Linked DNA regions of Sus scrofa: region 2 is linked to region 1. A link is a contact called in public HiChIP or PLAC-seq data. All regions are on one chromosome and are shown on one strand. The core of a region is the stretch at or near the end of the contact, and the rest is flanking DNA. Distances in the headings are between cores, read along the strand shown. Region 1 overlaps ENOX1 (ecto-NOX disulfide-thiol exchanger 1). Region 2 overlaps ENOX1 (ecto-NOX disulfide-thiol exchanger 1).

Region 1 (6,446 bases), core at 1,998-4,497:
GATCTGGCACTGCTGAGGGTGTGGTGTAGGTGGGCAGCTATAGCTCCAATTTGATCCCGGCCTGGGAACTTCCCTATGCCACAGGTATGGCCCTAAAAAGCAAAAAAAAAAAAAAAAAAAAGTAAAATAGTGACTGTTTCATATAGTTCAACCTGTGTCAGCAAAGCAATGTGTTAGCAGAAAACCACGTGACTTTGGAGCCATCACTGCTTAGGAAGAGGCTTACATACTTTTTTTTGAGTCGTGTATAAACAAATCAGTAAATAAATGCTCTGATGGTACAGACATGGCAAAAGCTGTTAAGCTGGTAGCCACCATCAAACTGGGGAACAAATGCATTTTGAAAATGATTGTTTCGTATGCCTTTTTGGCCATTTAACATACTGGGTTTTGGGGTGTGTGTGTGCGTGTGTGTGTGTGTGTGTTTATTTTCTTTGTGTATCTATATTTGTGTTTTCTCTCCAACTGGTTTCCCAGACATCTGAAAGCCAAGAGCAACCTGAATGATCAACCTCTTAGCACTGCACCTTGTACACAAGAGACAGACCTATGAGCAGCATTTGGCCGGTCATTTACGATGATGGAATCTCAGCAGGAAACACCATTTGTTTTCCTTCTTATTATTCTAAAGCTAGAAACTGATGGGCCATGCTGTTCTGGCCTGGAAGCCACAGACCTGGAGCAATTTCCGACTCAGGACTCTTAGTAGCATGGTATGTTAGAAGCTGCCAAGGAGTGTTACGAGGCAGTGTGGTCTGTTGGACAGAGCACGCATTGACCATCTGGACGCCTTCTCTATCGCATGGGATATGCATGGTCTCCTGTGCTGCCCAGTCCCAACAGATAAGGCCACAAGCTGGTGGGGGAGGGGACACTGTGGGAAGCCAGCTCCTCCTATGATATCCTTCTGGCGCCTGACCCATCTGCCCAGCTACTGACCACTGCAACCAGCATCAGGTTCGGTTAAATACGGACCTTCAAAAAATGACACCTGGGTCTTTTGAAATGTGTGGGGATAATTATGACTCACGTGCTTCAGAACATTAAACGCCTGTCACTCGTACAGCCTCTCTATTGTGGTTCTCTTTTAAACTCACGTAAAATATGACATGTAGTTGGTATTTTGAAAGCTCTTATAACTTATGCTTTTATATTAATTCCAGTGTTGAAAAAAATTATGCCTACTCCCTCGTCTTTACGGCTTTGCACTGCTTAAGGTGACGTCTCCATAGTACCTAGGAGGTCACTAGATGTCACAATCAATAATATTCAAGAAAAAATTTACTGTAGAAAGCTGTGGTGAGGAGACAGAAAAGAGATTATTTTTATTTCTAGGGTGCCAGGGAAGCACCACGGAGAAGAAAAATATGGGCTGGGTTGTGAAGGATAAAAAAATAACTCAATAGCAAGAATTAAAAGAAAAAAAAAAGATTTACATCTTTTAGTGGCCGAAACAAACAAACAAAACACCAAACAACAACAACAAAGAAACCACAAAAACAAAAACCAAATGAACTAAAAACCTCAAAAGCGAAGTTCCCATTATGGCTCAGTGGAAATGAACTTGACTTGTAACCATGAGGATGTGGGTTTGATCCCTAGCCTTGTTCAGTGGGTTTAGGATCCAGTGTTGTTGTAGTGTAGGTCACAGATGCAGCTCTGATCTGGTGTGGCTGTGGCTGTGGCAGGCAGCTGCAGCTCTATTTGATCCCTAGCCTGAGAACTTCCTTCCATATGCCATGGGTATGGCCCTAAAAAGCAAAACAAACAAACGGACAAACCCTCAATAGGAAGAGAGAAGGAAAGCAGGCAAGCACTTCAGGAAGGGCATGATGAATCCTGAAATCCAGAGGGGGAGAGGCCACTGCAAGGACAGTGCTGCCTCCCTCTTTATTATTTTACAGTTAAGTAAAGTTATTCAGATGATATTGAGCTCTGTATCTACATAATGACAGGGGTAGTTTTTATTCTCTAAAATGTTGCTTCGAAGAGTATGTCAGGGGATATAAATGCATGCTTCTTAAGTAAAACGTTTTCGTACATAAAGATGCTAGTTTATCAACTGGGGAAAACTGAAGTGAGTTTGCTTTTTTTTTTTTAATAAAAGACTGAAAAGATTAGGGAAGTCTTGACAATATAAACATGTATTTACTCACCAACTCATGCAATACTAAAACTAGAGTTTTACAGCTCAAAAGCATAAAAGAGATCATTTTAGTAGAAAGAAAATAATGTACATTTGTACAGCAGAGTAATCTCAGAATTCATTAACTCAGAGACCAAAAAAATACACAAGATACCATAGATTTTAAGAGAGTTTTAAATAAAGTCATGACAAGGAGAATTACAGTGGTTTAATTAAACTAAGTTAGGAATGGCAGGAGTCTGATCCCAAACTTTGAGGGAAGGGAAGAACTATATAATAGCCTTAACACTGATTAGCTCAAAAAAAAAAAAAAAAAAAAAGTCAATAACAACATGAAGATGCCTGGACACTGGGAATAAAGTTACCATACCAGCCTGGAGTTTGTAACAGCCAGGACAAAGAACATTAATTCTAATCAGACCCACATCATTGACTTGGGGGAAAAAATTATAACATCGGCAAAAAGATAACTATGATATGAACACAGAGCCATCAGCTTCACTATAAAAGATGTATGGAAAAATAAAAATTTGACCCTATAACTACATAGTCATAATCGCAGTGAAAGAAAAAAAAATTCACCATGTCTTTAGAAGAACTTCTCTGGTGAATTCTGATTCTACAAGGATGAAAAATAATGGAAATAATGACACAAAGTCAAGGCAACCACAAAGGTGTTGGAGGAATTCTAAGGAGCACACTGGAGAGGCCTAAATCCAGAAGGACTGGGATTGTATATTTTGAAAAAATTCCAAAGGTTGTAACTGGAATATGTTTTAAAATATCTGAAGTGGGGGGACAAGGAAAAATGGAAATGTTTAGGTGAGAAGGTCATTAACCATAAACAACAAAGACTACAGAAGTGTTCAATTCTCCTGTTGTAAGTTTCCCTCTGCAAGCAAAATAATGCATACATGCAACCAAATAATCCAGAAATTGGGAAGGTATGATGGATAACACAAGCATGGGATGTCAGCCTGAGGTGGTGGGAATGGGAGAGGAAAGACATCAGGGTGAGCATCAGATATTCTCGGAACAAGAAGGAAGTGTGTGACTCGATCTGGGGAGGAGGGTAGCCAAGATGGCAGAGCAGGAAGACTCTGAGCTCATCTCTTCTCATGGGCACACCACAGCATCAACTATTTATAGAGCAATTATGGATGAGAAAGACCAGAAGACTGACAGAAGATCATTTACAATGCAAGATATAAAGAAGGAACCATAAGACATGCAGGGGAACAGAAATGCAGCACAGTCAAGACTTGCATCCCCCAGTGGGCTACCCACAAACTGGAGAATAACTACAACTGCAGAGGTTTACCCAAGAGGCAAGGGTCTGAGCCCTACAGTGGGTTCTCCAGCCCAGGGACCTTGTACCTGGAAGCAAGCTCCCAGAATGTTTGGTTTACTTCTGGGAGAGCCAGAGGTCCGTGGGAAATAGAGAATCCACTCTAAAAGAAGTGTACACAAAACCTCACAAGCTCCAGGACCCAGGGCAGAAGAAGTAATTAGACAGGAGCCTGGGTCAGACCCACCTGCTGATCTTAGAGAGCCTCCCATAGAAGCAGAAGCCACTGGAGCTGCTATGACAGCCATTTTTGGGAGCTTGTTCTACCACAAGGACACTAGTGATGGCAAGGGCCATTTTGGAATCCTCCTTCTAGTTTATTAGCCCCAGGACCCAGCCCTGCCTCTGCCTAAGAGCCTCTGGCAACAATACTGGGATATCTCAGGACAAGCAGAAGGTAGTATGGGACACATCACCACTCTCCAGAAGACAGGCTGCCTAAAGACCCCCTGAACCCAAAGCTCCCCAGAACCCAACCCTATCTGCCAGAGGGCTCAGAACCTGGCCCTGCCTATCAGTGCACTGGCTCAGGAACACTAGGGTACTGCAGCCAAAGACCCTGAGAGCTGCTCCACCCACCAATGGGCCAGAAACAGTGCAGGCATAAGCCCCAGGAATCCCTCACCAGCAGACCAACACCAATTTTGGAACACCTCAGACTCTTCAACCATTTGTGTTAGAAACTGAGCCCAGGCATCAGCCTGTAGATATTAGATCTAGGACCCTTTGTCTCAGAGCCACTTACCCCAGAATCTGGCTCTGCCCACTAGCAGCCTCCACACAAGTCAGGGCTTGACAACCAATAGCCAGCCTACCAGACTGCCCACAATTGTCAGCCTACCACAACAGAACGGCCAATGAAGCCCACATAGGAGCACCCCGAAAGCATATCTATAGCTGTGGTCAACAGTGGGAATGGCAATGACAGGACACATAGGACCTCTCCTACAAAAGGCCACTTCCCTAAGATCGTGAAACAGAACCAATCTACCAAACATGTGGAAATAAACCAGTAAACGAGGTAAAATGAGGTGACAGAGGAATATATTTGAAACAAAAGAACACGATAAAACCCCAGAAAAACTAAATCAAGTGGATATAAGCAAATTAACCAATAAAGCGTTCAAGGTAATAACTATAAAGACGTTCAAAGATGTTCAGGAGGGGACTGGATGGACAGAGTGAGAAATTAAAAGCTTTTATCAGGAGTGAAAAATATAAAGGAGAATCAAACAGAGATGAAGAATACACTAACTGAAATGAAAAATACACTAGAAGGAATCAACAGTAGTTGGCCAGATATAGAGAATGGATTGGGAAGTCGGGAGACAGACTGCTGGAAATCACTGATGCCAAATAGAAAAAAAGAAAAAAAAAAGTCTGGTTTAAGGGGCTTCTTGGACAACACAAAGCATACTAACATTCACATTATAGGGGTCCCAGAAGGAGAAGAGAGAGAGGGGATATAGTTGAAGGCTTAAGATCTAAAAAGTTTCCTAGCCTGGGAATCCAGGTCCAGGAAGCATGGAGAGTCCCAAACAGTATCAACCCCAAAAGGACCAAGACACATTGTAACTAAAATGGCAAAAATTAAAGATAAAGAGAGAATATTAAAGTAGCAAGGGGAAAGCAACAAATTATATACAAGGTATTGCATAATGCTATGAGTTGACCTTTTAGCAGAAACCCTGCAGGAGTTGCATGACATATTTAAAGCAATGAAAGGGAAAAAACTACAACCAAAAATACTCTACCTGCAAGGCTTTTATTCAGATCTGAGGGAGAGATCAATAGTTTTAGAGACAAGATCTTATAATGGCTTATAATGGAAAAGATTCTGAAAAAGAATAGATATACACATATGACTGAATCACTTTGCTGTACACCTGAAACTGACATAGTGTTGTGGATCAACTAGACTTCAATTAAAAAATTGCAGGTAAGTAACAGCTAAAAGAGGTCAGTACCACCAAACCAGCATTAAAGAAATGTTAAAGGGACTTCTCTAAGTGAAAGAAAAGGCCACAACTAGAAATATTAAAATTACAAAAGGAAAAATCTCATTGGTAAAGGCAAATGGTAAAAGTAATAAAACCACACATAAAGCTGGTAGAAGGGATGAAAGACAAAAGTAGTAAAATCACCTACATCTTTAATCGGTAGTTAAAGAATACACAATAAAATATGTAAAAAACAGTGAAGAAGCAGGGAGTAAAAATGCAGGATTGTTAAAATGCATTTGAACTTAAGAAATGAGCAGCTCAATCCTGCAACCAGTGTGACATGATACTAGGTTAAATGCTACCCACTTTACTTTCTTGCAAATCTGAGTATGTAGCGAGTCTATCAGGATTAGATCGTTTGACCTGGAGAATTAGTGCAACTTTGAAACTGTCCATAATGACCACTGGAATTTCAAAGTTGGTGTCAGTTTTCAAAGGACGACTTACTAGCTTTGTGACTAGGAGAAAAAGAAAAGATGATAGGAATCTTCCTATAGCAGAAGGAGAGCAGACATAGAAGATGGACTAGATTAGTGAAGGGATACACCAAAGAATGGAATTAGGACCGATGGGAGGGGATACAGCAAGCCAGCTTCAGGCTCATTCATTCTTTTCCCATTCAGTGTATTTTTAGTTAACTTCCACTGTGTACAGCACCATTTTAGGTCCTAGGCAAACAAAAACTCCTTCCCAGAAGGCTGGCCCACAGAAACAGCTTAGTGCATAGGTATACGTGTACCCAACTGGGTACATTAATTAAAACACAGGTTGATGTAAAAAACAGAGAGGAAGATGCAATCAACTCTCCCATTGGAAGAGATTTTAGATTTTCTTGAAGGATGAATAAAGGTGAAAACTGGAGGAATATTAAAAATGAATGAAACGTGTTTTGAAAGAAAGAAAGAAACAAAAAACCCCAGGAGTTCCATTGCGGCTCAGTGGGTTAAGA
Region 2 (6,446 bases), core at 2,651-5,150, 140 kb before region 1:
ATGATCATATTTGGAAGACGAAGTGGTCTAGAAAGATATTATGGAGAATGAAATGCGGTTAATTCCCTAATTGGAAGCAAAAGAAAGCAATTCAATAAACGTCCAGCATCTGATACTCGTTACTATTCTTGAAGACTTTTGACGTTCCTGAAGGATTGGAAATGGCTGGGTAGTTTTCTGCCCTCAATCTAAATTTTAACACAGATTCTCCTGGGTAATTTTTCAATTACTCTGTACTGTATTTTAACTATTTAAATAATACATTTACAGACTGTAGAAATTTCTGAGAGGCACAAAGAAGAAAAAAATCACCCATAATCACACCATCTATAAACAATTACTCTGAATATTCTGACCTATCGCTTACAGATTTTCCCAAACATACACATTGTGAATACACCACACACACAAACACACAACTGGATTCATCTGTATGTTGATTTGTAACTGCTTTTTAAAAATCCCTTACCAGAGTTCCCGTTGTGGCTCAGCGGTAATGGACCCAACCAGTATCCATGAGGACACGTGTTCGATCCCTGGCCTCGCTCAGTGGATTAAGGGTCCAGTGTTGCCATGAGCTGTGGTGTAGGTCACAGACCTGGCTTGGATCTGGCCGGCAGCTGTAGCTCCGATTCGACCCCTAGCCTGGGAACTTCCATATGGCTCAGGGGCTCCCTAAAAAGACACACACACACACACACATAAATAAAAATCCCCTAGGGGAGTTCCCGTCGTGGCGCAGTGTTAACAAATCCGACTAGGAACCATGAGGTTGCGGATTCGGTCCCTGCCCTTGCTCAGTGGGTTAACGATCCGGCATTGCCGTGAGCTGTGGTGTAGGTTGCAGACGTGGCTCCGATCCTGCGTTGCTGTGGCTGTGGCGTAGGCTGGTGGCTACAGCTCCAATTTGACCCCTAGCCTGGGAACCTCCATATGCCACAGGAGCGGCCCAAAGAAATAGCAAAAAGACAAAAAAAAAAAAAAAAATCCCCTAGAAATACATAGAGAACTTTCTCTCATGCCATTATACAGTCTTCTAAACCACATTTTTTTTCAAGGCTGCTTATGCAACTATGATGAATTGACCACTGCCCTGGTGTTAGATACGTATGTGTTGATGTGGTAATGCTGACAACTGCAAATCTGGGTACTGCATCAAAGACCAGTGATCCACGTGCCCCCAGTGGGATGCAGGGGTCTCTGGGACACAGAGGCTCTGGAAGTTACGGTGGGCTCATTAAAGAACCCGCAACAACACCTTGCGTGAAACACCATGATCAATCGACTCTGTTCTGCAATTTCTGCTCCAGAAGTATTTCTCCCTACCTGTCTGCCAAGTGATAAGGAGCCTCAAATCAAATGTTCCTTCTCTACGCCCTTCCCAGAAGGTGTCCCACACTGTTCTAAAGCTGGGGAAAAGGGCTGTCGAGTGCTTAGTCCCTGTTTGGTATCAAGGACATGCATCCTAGTAAAAGAAAAGCGTCTCTAATCCATTTAGACATAGGAAAAGTCCAGTTTATATATTATATATATACATATACGTATATATATACATATACATGTATATATATATATATAGATCTCTATATATATTTTTTTGCTTTTTAGGGCTGCACCTGCTGCATACTGAAGTTCCCAGGTTAGGGGTTGAATTGGAGCTGTAGCCGCCAGCCTCCACCACAGCCACAGCAACGCTGGATCCAAGCTGTGTCTGTGACCTACACCACAGCTCATGGCAACACCGGATCCTTAACTCACTGAGCAAGGGCTAGGGATTGAACCCGCATCCTCATGGGTACGAGTCTGGTTCATTCCTGCTGAGCCATGATGGGAACTCCTAAAATAATTTTTAAATTGCCATAAACGTCAATGTCTTGGGCTTCTAGCCACAAGCATCATAAATGACAGGTGGAATTTTGAAGAAGGGGGAGGAAGTAATTACCGCTCTTCTGTTCACTTCCTTTTTCCATGAGTTAGGTGGCCCTTAACTGCGGATGGCCAACTGGAATCCTACAGGAGGTCTGTCCTTACGTTCTCTATTCCCCCAGCAGCCCTAGCATCTTCGGGTCTCTGAGGAATGAAGCTGACGGGCAACCGTGTTAGGAGTCGAGGTATTGTAACTTTATGTCGCCAACTGGGTCTTGATGAACAGTGCAGTATAAACATCACAGGAGAATTAGGACACTGATGTTCATAAACACTACATCAGAGCTAAGGAGGTGGTCACAGCACATGTTTTAATACGGCCTGGTATTGATTCTTTCGGCCCATGTCCCACCGGACCAGTGTTACAGTCACACTTTAAGATTTTTAGATGGAGAGGGATGGAAGAAAAATCAATAGACGCTATCTTTTCACTACCAACCAGCTACATATCAATAGTTCTCTGCCACACTCACGTTGAAGGGAACCAAAAGATGTTTTGGGGAGGGCTGGCTCGGTTTTCAGGCTTTAATAACCTCAGGTATCCACTCCAGCCACCTCAAAGATCATAGCTTCCAAGTCCGAAAGGGTCCTAGGACTAAGTCCAGGATTCAGAAAACATACATCCGCATTTGCTCTATAATGTCTATACCGTCACCATGGAAAACAAAGCTTTAAAAAACCTCACCTGTTAAACAAAAACGTCTGATGATGGAACACAGAAACGTGTAGAATTGTTTCTGAGCTTTAAAAATATATACAAAAATATATATAAAAATATATACAAAAATATATACAATATATACAGTTAGGCTGTGCAGAAGAAAAAGGATTAGAAACTCAAGAGTCCTTTGGAGTGTTATTACTAACCCAGTTTTATATTTTATTATTCTTTTTTTTTTTTTTTGTCTTTTTGCCATTTCTTGGGCCGCTCCTGCGGCATATGGAGGTTCCCGGGCTAGAGGTCGAATCGGAGCTGTAGCTGCCAGCCTACGCCAGAGCCACTGCAACGCAGGATCCGAGCCGCGTCTGTGACCTACACCACAGCTCACGGCAACGCCGGAACCTTGACCCACTGAGCAAGGGCAGGGATCGAACCCGAACCTCATGGTTCCTAGTCGGATTCGTTAACCACTGCGCCACGACGGGAACTCCTCCTATTTTATTATTCTTAATCACTGAATTTTCCAAAATGGACAGACAGGAAGTTTACATATGAAAAACATTTCATTTTGAAAGTGTGACCTGCCACTGTACAATGAGCTGATCCACTGAAAGCATATTTTATAAGCACCAACTAGACTCACAGGTAAGCATGACAGATTACGAGGTCAATGCCGAAAAGGATAATCCTTACTCTGGAACCAAACATTCCTACCCACTACTTACAAAATAATGGGAAAAATTAGGAATAGATGCCGCTAAGGAATTCTTTCGTTCATTTTGCAAAGAAAAAAAAAAAAAAGTTACAAACTTACTCAGGTTGTGTCATCTAAACTCCCTCGAAAACATTCTGATTTTTTCCAGAAGTTGAGCAAACCACACTTAAATTCCAACAACACTGTGTTAATTTTGCTCAAATGCAAGCTGAAAACATATTTTAACATCCTGTCAGAATGAGATACTAAGAGTGTCGATAAAATGACACTAAAATAAATGTAAATTTAGATTGCTGTTACAAGTGGCTGCCTGGCTCTGGGAAGATGTTACGTTGCTATAGTATTTTCCATAGCAACTCTGCATCTTATTACATAAATATTCCCCCCATGTCCTTAGAGCCTGCTAAGAAAACAGGATTAAATCTACTCCCCTACGTAATGATCCTGCATCAAACCTTATCAGCATGAAATGCCCAGGAAACATAATACACTGTCATCTAGAGCACGGTGCTCCTGGCAATGGAAAGGCAGCAGGGCGGCGTGGGCTGTGCACAGGCGGCCGGGCTGTGACGTGGTGCTGCCCATGGGCCATTTGTCTATGCCCCTCCCAGGTCAAGGTCTCCGCACTTCTCCCTTTCTGAACATTGGCTGTTAAGCTCCTCACTCTTCTCCTCCACCTGCCAACTGCCCGTCAGCCCAAGAGCCGGTCACCACGTTCCAGGGGCTCATGTCCCCAGGCAAGAAGCCAGGGCTGAACAGAGCCTGAGTCAGCTCTGCAAACGCGACCGTCAGCACATGGAACCTGTTCAGAGAACCCACCCGGCTCCAAGGCACCTAGCTGGAGCGTGAAATACTGCAGACCCTCGGCCACGGCTCACCTGGGTTTCTTGGAGGTACAGAGCAGCTGAGTGGTTAGAGTATTAGGGGGGAAAAAAAATCCGTGGTCTCCGAGACACCATGCAATTTCAGCAACACAAATCGATTTGACACAAAACACATGATTACGGAAATTTTGTGCAAATGGGAGAGCGTGTCAGGAACATGGCATTGTCTCGTGCTATGGGGAAATAAGATTATAAGGGGGCTCAGCTTCAAGACAGTTTAGGCTCCAAATGTGAATTTACACAACAGATAAACAAGGTCTGGTGGGGCCGGAGTGCTGCGGATCCAAAGTAGTCCTGTGCCACCGGATGGGTTTAGTAGCATCTGCTCTTACATTTCAAAGGTCAAGAAATCATTTCTACACTTGCCAGAAACATATCCATTACGGAATGGCAATTGTCACTGCCCACGAATTCAGAAAACTGAAAAATCTACCCCCAACAAACATTTATTTGATTTTTTTTTTGGCAAGATTAGCAAGATTAAAAAAAAAAAAAGGCAGAAACGGAGAAAAAGTCTTGGCTCCTTGCAAATGAAACTCTATTTCAAGAGATTAGGAATGAAGCAGGCTACTTGGCCCATGAGAAATTTGATTTCATCATCTTTTAGCCATCTATGATTTTTTTTTAATTTCATTTTTTTTTTTAATCTTTTTAGGGCTGTACCCGCAGCATATGGAGGTTCCCAGGCTGGAGGTCAAATCGGAGCTGCCACAGCCAATGCCAGATCCGAGCCGCATCTGTGAGCTAATGCTGGATCCTTAGGCCACTGAGTGAGGCCAGGGATTGAACCTGTCTTCATGGAATCTAGTCGGATTCTTAACCCGCTGAGCCACCATGGGAACTCCAAGCCATCTACGTTTTAATGGATCACATTTCCTTGGTGGCACTGGGTTTCCCCAGAGACATTCTGTTGTGGTTGGAAATAAAACACTCGTCTTTAACTCGGTTGGTGGCTGGTGGGCACATGCTGCTGTTGTGCTTCTCTCTTAGATTGTTGTTAGCATGAAGACAGAAGGTCTAAAAATGGCTTGTCCTTCTCACCGCTGATATTCTTGCCTTGGGGATCTGCTGGGCAGGGTGCACTGTCACTGGTGTGGGGCTTCCGATGGCCCCATCTCACTTTCCACATCTATGCCCAGTTCCGAGTGACTCCAGAAGAAGCCTGCTTAGGTCATGTTCACTGTTTCCAAAACAGAAGCTTCTACCAGCTGTGAGTGATACAGCCCCGCTGGGTGGCCCCGGGCAGTTGGCTACAGGACCCTGGTCTGGAATCCAACAGCCCCTTCTCCCTGTGCCCAGATTGGTGTTGAGGGCTACCGTGAGCCTCTTCCTGGGTTGTGCCTAATTGTAATCTCTCTGTTGGCCATATATGTATATATATATATTTTGTCTTTTTGCCATTTCTAGGGCTGCTCCCACAGCACATGGAGGTTCCCAGGGGTTGACTCGGAGCTGCAGCCACAAGCCTACACCAGAGTCACAGCAATGTGGGATCCAAGTCACGTCTGCGACCTACACACAGCTCACGGCAACGCCGGATCCTTAACCCACTGAGCGAGGCCAGAGATCGAACCCACAACCTCATGGTTCCTAATCAGATTCGTTAACCACTGTGCCACGACGGGAACTCCTCTGTTGGCCATCTTTTACGTCTTTCAAAAGCACTCCCATACTGCAAATAATCAGAATCAGAAAAAGGCAGGCAGCCGTGGTGCTCAGAGAGATCAAGGAGATAGCCAGAAAGTCTTATTGTTTTTTTAAACCAAGGCTTCCAGGTTCATATGAAACTACTCAGACAGACTGACTACTGCCGATCCCAACTAAATAATGTGTCCCTAATTTGACTCAGTTGGCTGAAAGAGCTGGAAAATCCTTGTTTGGAATTAAAAAAAAAAAAATCTGTACTGATGTTGCGGTGAGTTTCCATGGAAAATTGACAACCCAGAAAATACGCTTCCTGATTAAAAAAGTATTGGCTCCTATGAGGAGCTCATAGTTTAAATGAGGTGTAATTAAAATTCAAGAGCATTTGTGCATTATGGATGGTCGAAGGGTTGGCGATTAAGCAAGGGATGTTTTAGTTTGATTCCTTTAAAAGCTGCGTTCAACATACAATGTCTTCTCACCCAACACTGCACGATACTGGGTAGCGATACTCACTGTGGTTTCTACTGAATTTAAAGAATGGCTAACATATATTTGGCATCAGGCACTGCATCATATTAACTCAAAATGTCCATTCTTCTCTTCTTCAAAAAGT

The links. HiChIP or PLAC-seq counts read pairs in DNA pulled down with a chosen protein or histone mark.
Region 2: an H3K27ac HiChIP or PLAC-seq map of skeletal muscle shows a contact between it and region 1. The contact joins two enhancer-like sites. A contact is called at or near these places in 1 of 47 Hi-C or Micro-C datasets (skeletal muscle) and 1 of 2 datasets of contacts at active chromatin or transcription factors (skeletal muscle).

What each region holds. Positions count from the first base shown.
Region 1 is chr11:23,621,617-23,628,062 of Sscrofa11.1, reverse strand. The region is part of intron 3 of ENOX1 (ecto-NOX disulfide-thiol exchanger 1); the gene reads right to left. LOC106505299 (a long non-coding RNA gene) reads left to right here. Exons shown (of 2, transcript XR_001299577.2): 2 at 478-1,063. Among named protein-coding and RNA genes, the nearest start is that of ENOX1, 390 kb to the right of the region's middle. Within about 2 kb of position 3,247, at least 1 of the 83 cell types and tissues checked has an H3K27ac peak or open chromatin away from gene starts, as enhancers often do. A contact at or near this core is called in skeletal muscle, where this site is marked.
Region 2 is chr11:23,760,300-23,766,745 of Sscrofa11.1, reverse strand. The region is part of intron 11 of ENOX1 (ecto-NOX disulfide-thiol exchanger 1); the gene reads right to left. Among named protein-coding and RNA genes, the nearest start is that of DNAJC15, 320 kb to the left of the region's middle. Within about 2 kb of position 3,900, at least 7 of the 83 cell types and tissues checked have an H3K27ac peak or open chromatin away from gene starts, as enhancers often do. A contact at or near this core is called in skeletal muscle, where this site is marked.